2 separate regions of the Zea mays genome follow, and region 2 is linked to region 1. A link is a contact called in public Hi-C data. All regions are on one chromosome and are shown on one strand. Each heading gives the region's core, a stretch centred on a gene start, on an enhancer-like site or on the middle of the called end of the contact. The rest is flanking DNA. Distances are from core to core; before and after follow the strand shown.

Region 1 (3,078 bases), core at 413-2,912:
GGAATTGCGAATAAGATTTAAGTTTTTAAATTAGCCCTAACAGTGAACGTTAAACTAGTTATACTTAAGAGTATATTTGGATGATCGGATTGATTCTTAATCTTGTCCAATTGGAATAAACCTACAAAACATTATATATCCATGAGATTTTGTGCCTCGAAATGTTTGTGTCCTTCCGCGCATTTGGCTAGGGAGAACGAAACGGCTTGAGCCTGGTTTCGTTAGATTCCATTTCGTTTCTCCGATACATCCGCACCGTTATTTTTTTCCTAATAATTTTTAGTGCAATAAATTAAAATTAATTATCTTTGCCCCTATGGTGTTCTAGATTTTAGCATATTTTTATTTATTATACATTTTTAATTATAATTCAGTCTACAAGCAAAATAATTTCGTAAAAGTGATTTTTAATCATCTCTTGAAATATTTCGTAAGAGAATTCAGATCTAGAGTGATTCGTGTTTCCCTACTAAAAACGAACTCCTATATTCGAACTAGCAGAGAATACAGAACATACTCACTATCAAAGGACGAAGTACATTGCTCTAAATTCTACTAGTGTTTGATTTATCACTTCTCTTAGATTTTAGGTTGTTAATTTTTTGTTACTGTCGTGTGACATAATTTTTTCATTTAGGGATAAAATAAAAAAACGTGAACTATCTCTTATAAATCATACGTATATCTTTTTAATTGTACTATGATTGTGTAAAACTGTTGAATGAAAAACTCAGGCACAAACAAATATGAGGGAATTTTAAGCTTAGCTTGCACACGTCGTTTTCATGAACACTACCACCACTAGCAAGTTACTAAGGCTAACCGCAACCGTTACCTCTAAATTTTTCCCCATATATCATTTTTCCCCCTATTTTTCCCCTATTTTTTCATCTCCCGCAACAGTTCCCCCTAAATACCCCCTATATCCCACTACCACTATAAAATATCATTTTCTATACCAACTATCAATTTTTATCTACTAACAATTACTCGTGGACCCACAACACAGTGTTTAGGGAGATGAACAGTAACACGCTATATCTGGGGAGAGAGAGAAGGGGGCCGGCGCGTAGAGGGCGCCGTAGGGGGCACCGCTGCGGCCGTAGAGTGCCCCCTACGCACCGTATGAAGGGGAGGGGGCTGCCAAGGGGGCAGCGTTGCGCATAGCCTAACATGAAGACTTAGCTTGAAATAACATGCGCTCTTACCTAATAAACGCGTCGGAGTTATAACTAATTGTGGCTTTAATTTGTTCGGTTATTCCCCATTCTATAGGGATTATATTAGAGAGGATTGGAAGGGATTTTGAAGTGAGATTTTGACTTACAAGGGATTTAAACCCTCTCAAATCTCATTTCTGTCCAACTTGATCCTTGGATTGATTAGGAACTGAACAAGGCCTGAAGAATTTACATGTGTTTCATTATATTACCGCTACTAGAAATTTGCATTTGATAATTACTAATCGTACTCCTGTGTGTTATGAATGTATAATTACGAAGGGTGTACGCGGTGGCGCATGCGCGGCGACGGCGCTGGTAAAGGACGGCGAGCTCTTCGTGGCCAACGTGGGCGACTGCCGCGCCGTCCTCGGGAGCCACAGCGGCATCGCGACCGCGCTGACGAGCGACCACACCGCCGCCCGCGAGGACGAGAGGCGTCGCATCGAGAGCTCGGTATGTGGCGATCGAGACGGACATGCCGGCATTGCACAAGTGATCCCCACGCGCACAAGCTTCTCTTGCAGTCGAGCCGGTACTGATGATGAGGCTGCACACGTACGTGTGGTGTGGCTATATATGCAGGGAGGGTACGTGAGCTGCGGCAGCAGTGGCGTGTGGCGCGTGCAGGACTGCCTGGCCGTGTCGCGCGCGTTCGGCGACGCGTCCATGAAGGCCTGGGTCACCTGTGAGCCGGAGGTCTCGCGGCGCCGCCTCACCCCGGACTGCCGCTTCCTCGTCGTCGCGTCCGACGGCCTCTGGAACAAGGTGTCCTGCCAGGAGGCAGTCGACGTCGTCGTCTCCGCCCCGCCAGGTGGAGCTGGAGCATCGTCCTCCGTGGAATCGTGCAAGGACCTGGTCGCCTTGGCCAGGAAAAGGGGGAGCCGGGACGACATCACCGTCATGCTCGTTGATCTGCAGCGATTCATTTGACAGTCACAGGACGCGGAGGCCACCGTTCATCAATGCTGCCAAGCAAAACATTCGTACGTGATCAAATTAATGTTCTTTTTATAGTGTATATTTTTCTCTTTTTTTTTCTTTCACTTTTATTATTGGATACTCTAGCTAGATGATTTCCCAAGAGATTATATTGTACGTAGTAGTGTAGAGAGGGCTGCCTTCCGAAGAGATTTGAATTCAAACTCGTCAGAAAGTGCAGAAGAAGATTAGCGCGACGTGTAAAAAATAGCTATGATGATTTCCTCTATTAGTTCGAGCAAATATTTCGGTGTGTCACAGGCTCACAGCAGAAGGAAAGCTATCGAACATTCATGGAAAACGACGACTCCAATGATACCCTTATGATTTATCCTTTCTACAAATTTCTAAAGCCATGAACTTTTAATTTATTTATAGAGGCGACTCCGTTTTCGCTAGATATGGCACTATCAAAATATCTTTAAAAATACTACTAGATCCATTCTCGAATATTTATCGCCCGCTAATTTACTTTTGAACTAAAATACGACAAATAAAAAACAACGGAGGGAGTATTTAGCTAGTCTCACATTTTTTAGATGCATCTGTAATTTCAGAGATAATTGGCAAGCCAAACCACCTTAGAAGCAGTTCCACTTACTGTCGTGGTTTCGGAAACCGGGGACACAATATAATTTATATTTGGTAGAGGAGGCTAGCACGGACTCACTCCGAATGGTGAATCATTAGACTCAAAGGAGTTTATACGGGTCCAAGCGGATGCCTTAAGTCCAGTGTAGTGTTGATCTTAGTATTGCTATTGAGGACGTGTTACAAAGGGTGCAAGTGAGAGTAAAATGGCAAGGAAGAGGAGAACTGCTACTGAATGCTCCTACTCTCTTGCCTGCCTTGTTCATGTTCATCCGCCCCTTTTATA
Region 2 (3,078 bases), core at 392-2,891, 660 kb before region 1:
CAACATCCTTTATACGTTAAATACCCATATTAGGCCCCCTTTGGAACAAAGGGAAATTTCCTGAATCTTGCGTTTTTCTTGTGTTTTTGAAATAATTCCTGTAAAATTCTTATATCATTCATGTGAAATTCCTGCGTTCCAAAGGAGCCCTTAAAGACATATTTCGCTCTAGATTTTTGTACGTGTGTTTTTGTCATACTCTCAAATATCTTATACATATTTTTGTTTTGTTTAATCTATAGAATAAAATGGATAGAAGAGAGTCTCTATATAGAGAGGATGTAGGAGCATTCTCTATATTTAGAGAACGCTTTAGAGGACACTGTTGGAGCGTGTAGAGGACGGGATCTTCTCTAAATATAGGGTAGAGGACCCTTTAGGGTGTCATGTTGGAGACAGTCTAAATGGCTATTTAATTCACTGTTTAGTCACAGAAGGATTACAACTACCACATTGGTACTCAACTAACCAATGCTGTAAATATATAAGGTGGAGTGGGATTTAGTTTTTTTAAGTGGTACTATACAAAACCGTTTAGACCATTTAACTCCATTCAAACACAAACTAATTGGCATAAACGGTAAACTACGGTTCACCGACAATTTACTGTTTAGCATTTAGGGTAACTCAGAGTATGATGGCCTCTCTAATGTGCAAGTTCCAAAGCCATCGAATGAAAGAATCCAGGGACCACAAAAGATGAAAAAATGATCTAATGAATAACATGTAGAAAAAGACACAGAACAACTGAATCCTCAATATCCAGTGGTCACTAGAACTGATAGTAGTACATTAAAACGGAAGGAGCACCAGCATATAAAATATCAAGTTCCAAAGACCCTTTTTAAGAAATCACATTACTGATTTCCCAAATTTCTAACAGCAGCTTAAAAGGTAGGCGTAAACCAACAATATCACCAAATCCACTTCAAAATGGTTGACACTCGATTGGGTGAAACATTTAGAACTATGTTACAATACAGTAGGTTCCTTCCCCATGGGGCCTGACAACAAGCCAATGATGGACGGAAGGAGAACACTGCCTCACGGATTTCCCAATCTCCTAGCTAATCTCCCAAACTAAAGCCTACTTAGCAGCAATGCACAAGATAAAGAGCACTACTTCCCGCAACAATAACATTTTTTCCAGAAGCAAAGCAGAAGGGGGGGGGGGGGGGGGGGGGGGGGGGGGGCACACATGAGAGAACCTCGACAGTCCATATGAAGAAATCGAGCGGTTCCGGCGATCGCGCCCGGCCCATCTCCCTCCTCCCAGGAGTGGACTTCGCTTGGGTCATGAGGGTTCAGCGAAACCAAACCCAAAATTTGTAGAGCGCAAACCGCACCCGCGACCCAATAAGGCGCCACGAAGTGCTACAATCAGTGTCAACCAGTGTCGATCTCACAAGCTGGAGAAGGAGACCCTAATCGAGTAGTGAACGGACAGATCGGGTTAGTACCACACATACCCAGAGATAACACCGAATGGACAGGGAGAAGAATTTGGGTTTGATTGGACGGAATCCATCCAAGAAAGTGAGCGATGGTTGCTTACCGACCCAAGCTGGGACCAGTCCTCGCCCTAACGGATCTCTGCCACCATTGGACTCAGAGGTGGGCGCGTCGGGTGGGGGGATCCGGCGACGAGAGCGGGAGGAATCGACACGCTAGCCGTGCTGTGGTCGGCGGCGACGCGTCGAGAGCTAAAAGCCTGGTGCGGCGGTGGTGCCCGTGGGCTGGACGCGCGTGGGACCAGCGGCTGGGGAAGGGCAGGGGCCGGTGGCACTGGCAGCGCAATTGCGCAAACGCGAGCCTCTCCGAGGCGCGTGTCCGAGAAGCAGCTGCGTTGGTGGCTTTTTTTTTTCGCGCGCGTGTTGTCCACTCTATATCAATTCCATGCCAGGACAATAGGGCATGTATGTTGCGACGGCTTACAATAATACTCACGTAAATTATCCATAAAAAAATTTAAGATTTTTTATTGATTATCTTCGCTCTTTGTATAATATTTTTTTGATTTGACTAATTGATGTTATTGTTTACTCCATGCAATATATCTTGGTACAATACGACTAATGAAGTGAGCGATTAGAAAGAGTTCACAATGACTGATGAATGAACAGAGATTATAAAATAACATAATTCCATCATACAGGGACCAAATAAGACAAAATTTGTAAGCTCAAGTTTTTAAAATAAGTCTCATGAAGTCAAACTTACAAAAAAGATAGATCAAAATATGGAGTGATTGCTAAAGTCAGGCATCAATAAAAACCGGATACGCTCCATATAAATTATGCTACTTCGTAGCAATTACTAACGTTTAAAACCAATAAATAACCTTTTATTTTGTTGTTAGTGTGACAAATCATTGTTGCTCCCTCCAATTCAGCAACCTCAAACACCATGTAGTCCATTGCGCCAATATGGTCTCAGAAACGACCTAATGTTTGCAAGAGCCAAGAACGTCGTGTCGTGCTTGGACTGTAGCCTCAGCCCGTAGTGCTGGCCCGACCCTACACGATTGTTTTTTATTTTACAAAAAAAAGTATATATCTATATACAATTTATATTCAATATTAAAAATATCTTAGCATGATGTTCTACTGGTTAGACAGCTTCACCCAGTGTCTCCCGTCCTTCTTCCATCAGGACATGGGTTCGAACCCCACCTCCTGCACCATTTTTTAACATTTTACGTTGATTTAATTAAATGGATCGACGGGCTAATGGGTTGGCTCGACACAGTTAGCAGGCCGGCATGACGTGTCTGGGCCATAGTTCTGGCCCACGTGCGTCTAGCCCGTGTCGGACGCCGTTTGGCCATCTATATATATAGACGTGCAGCGGATTAATTTGAAATAGTTGTGAGGGGTTATTTATAAAAGATGACGCATGAAGACCGTTGAAACTAGTGCTTTAAGTATAGTATAGATTTTGAGTTGTGTTTTCGACTGTATCTACACGTTTAAATATAAAAAATTCAAAATGTGTATATTGACGAAGACACTATGTCTTAATTCTATGCTCGAGAAGAACAAATGAACATAATGACAAAAGTTCATGCAACGTAAAGAT

Evidence for each region. A called contact is a pair of places that touch in the nucleus more often than the background predicts.
Region 2: a Hi-C map of tassel shows a contact between it and region 1, with 2.5 times the contacts expected there. The contact joins the promoter of LOC100275340 here to the enhancer-like site in region 1. A contact is called at or near these places in 2 of 25 Hi-C or Micro-C datasets (ear and tassel).

What each region holds. Positions count from the first base shown.
Region 1 is chr6:27,476,130-27,479,207 of Zm-B73-REFERENCE-NAM-5.0, reverse strand. LOC103629111 (probable protein phosphatase 2C 77) reads left to right here. Exons shown (of 3, transcript XM_020540200.3): 3 at 1,503-2,502. The coding sequence ends at 2,153. Among protein-coding and RNA genes, the nearest start is that of LOC103629111, 5.7 kb to the left of the region's middle. Within about 2 kb of position 1,662, at least 3 of the 20 cell types and tissues checked have an H3K27ac peak or open chromatin away from gene starts, as enhancers often do. A contact at or near this core is called in tassel, where this site is marked.
Region 2 is chr6:28,140,550-28,143,627 of Zm-B73-REFERENCE-NAM-5.0, reverse strand. It overlaps LOC100275340 (Sterile alpha motif (SAM) domain-containing protein), which reads right to left and starts at 1,641. Exons shown (of 4, transcript NM_001149437.1): 1 at 1,556-1,641; 2 at 1,209-1,424. The coding sequence starts at 1,298.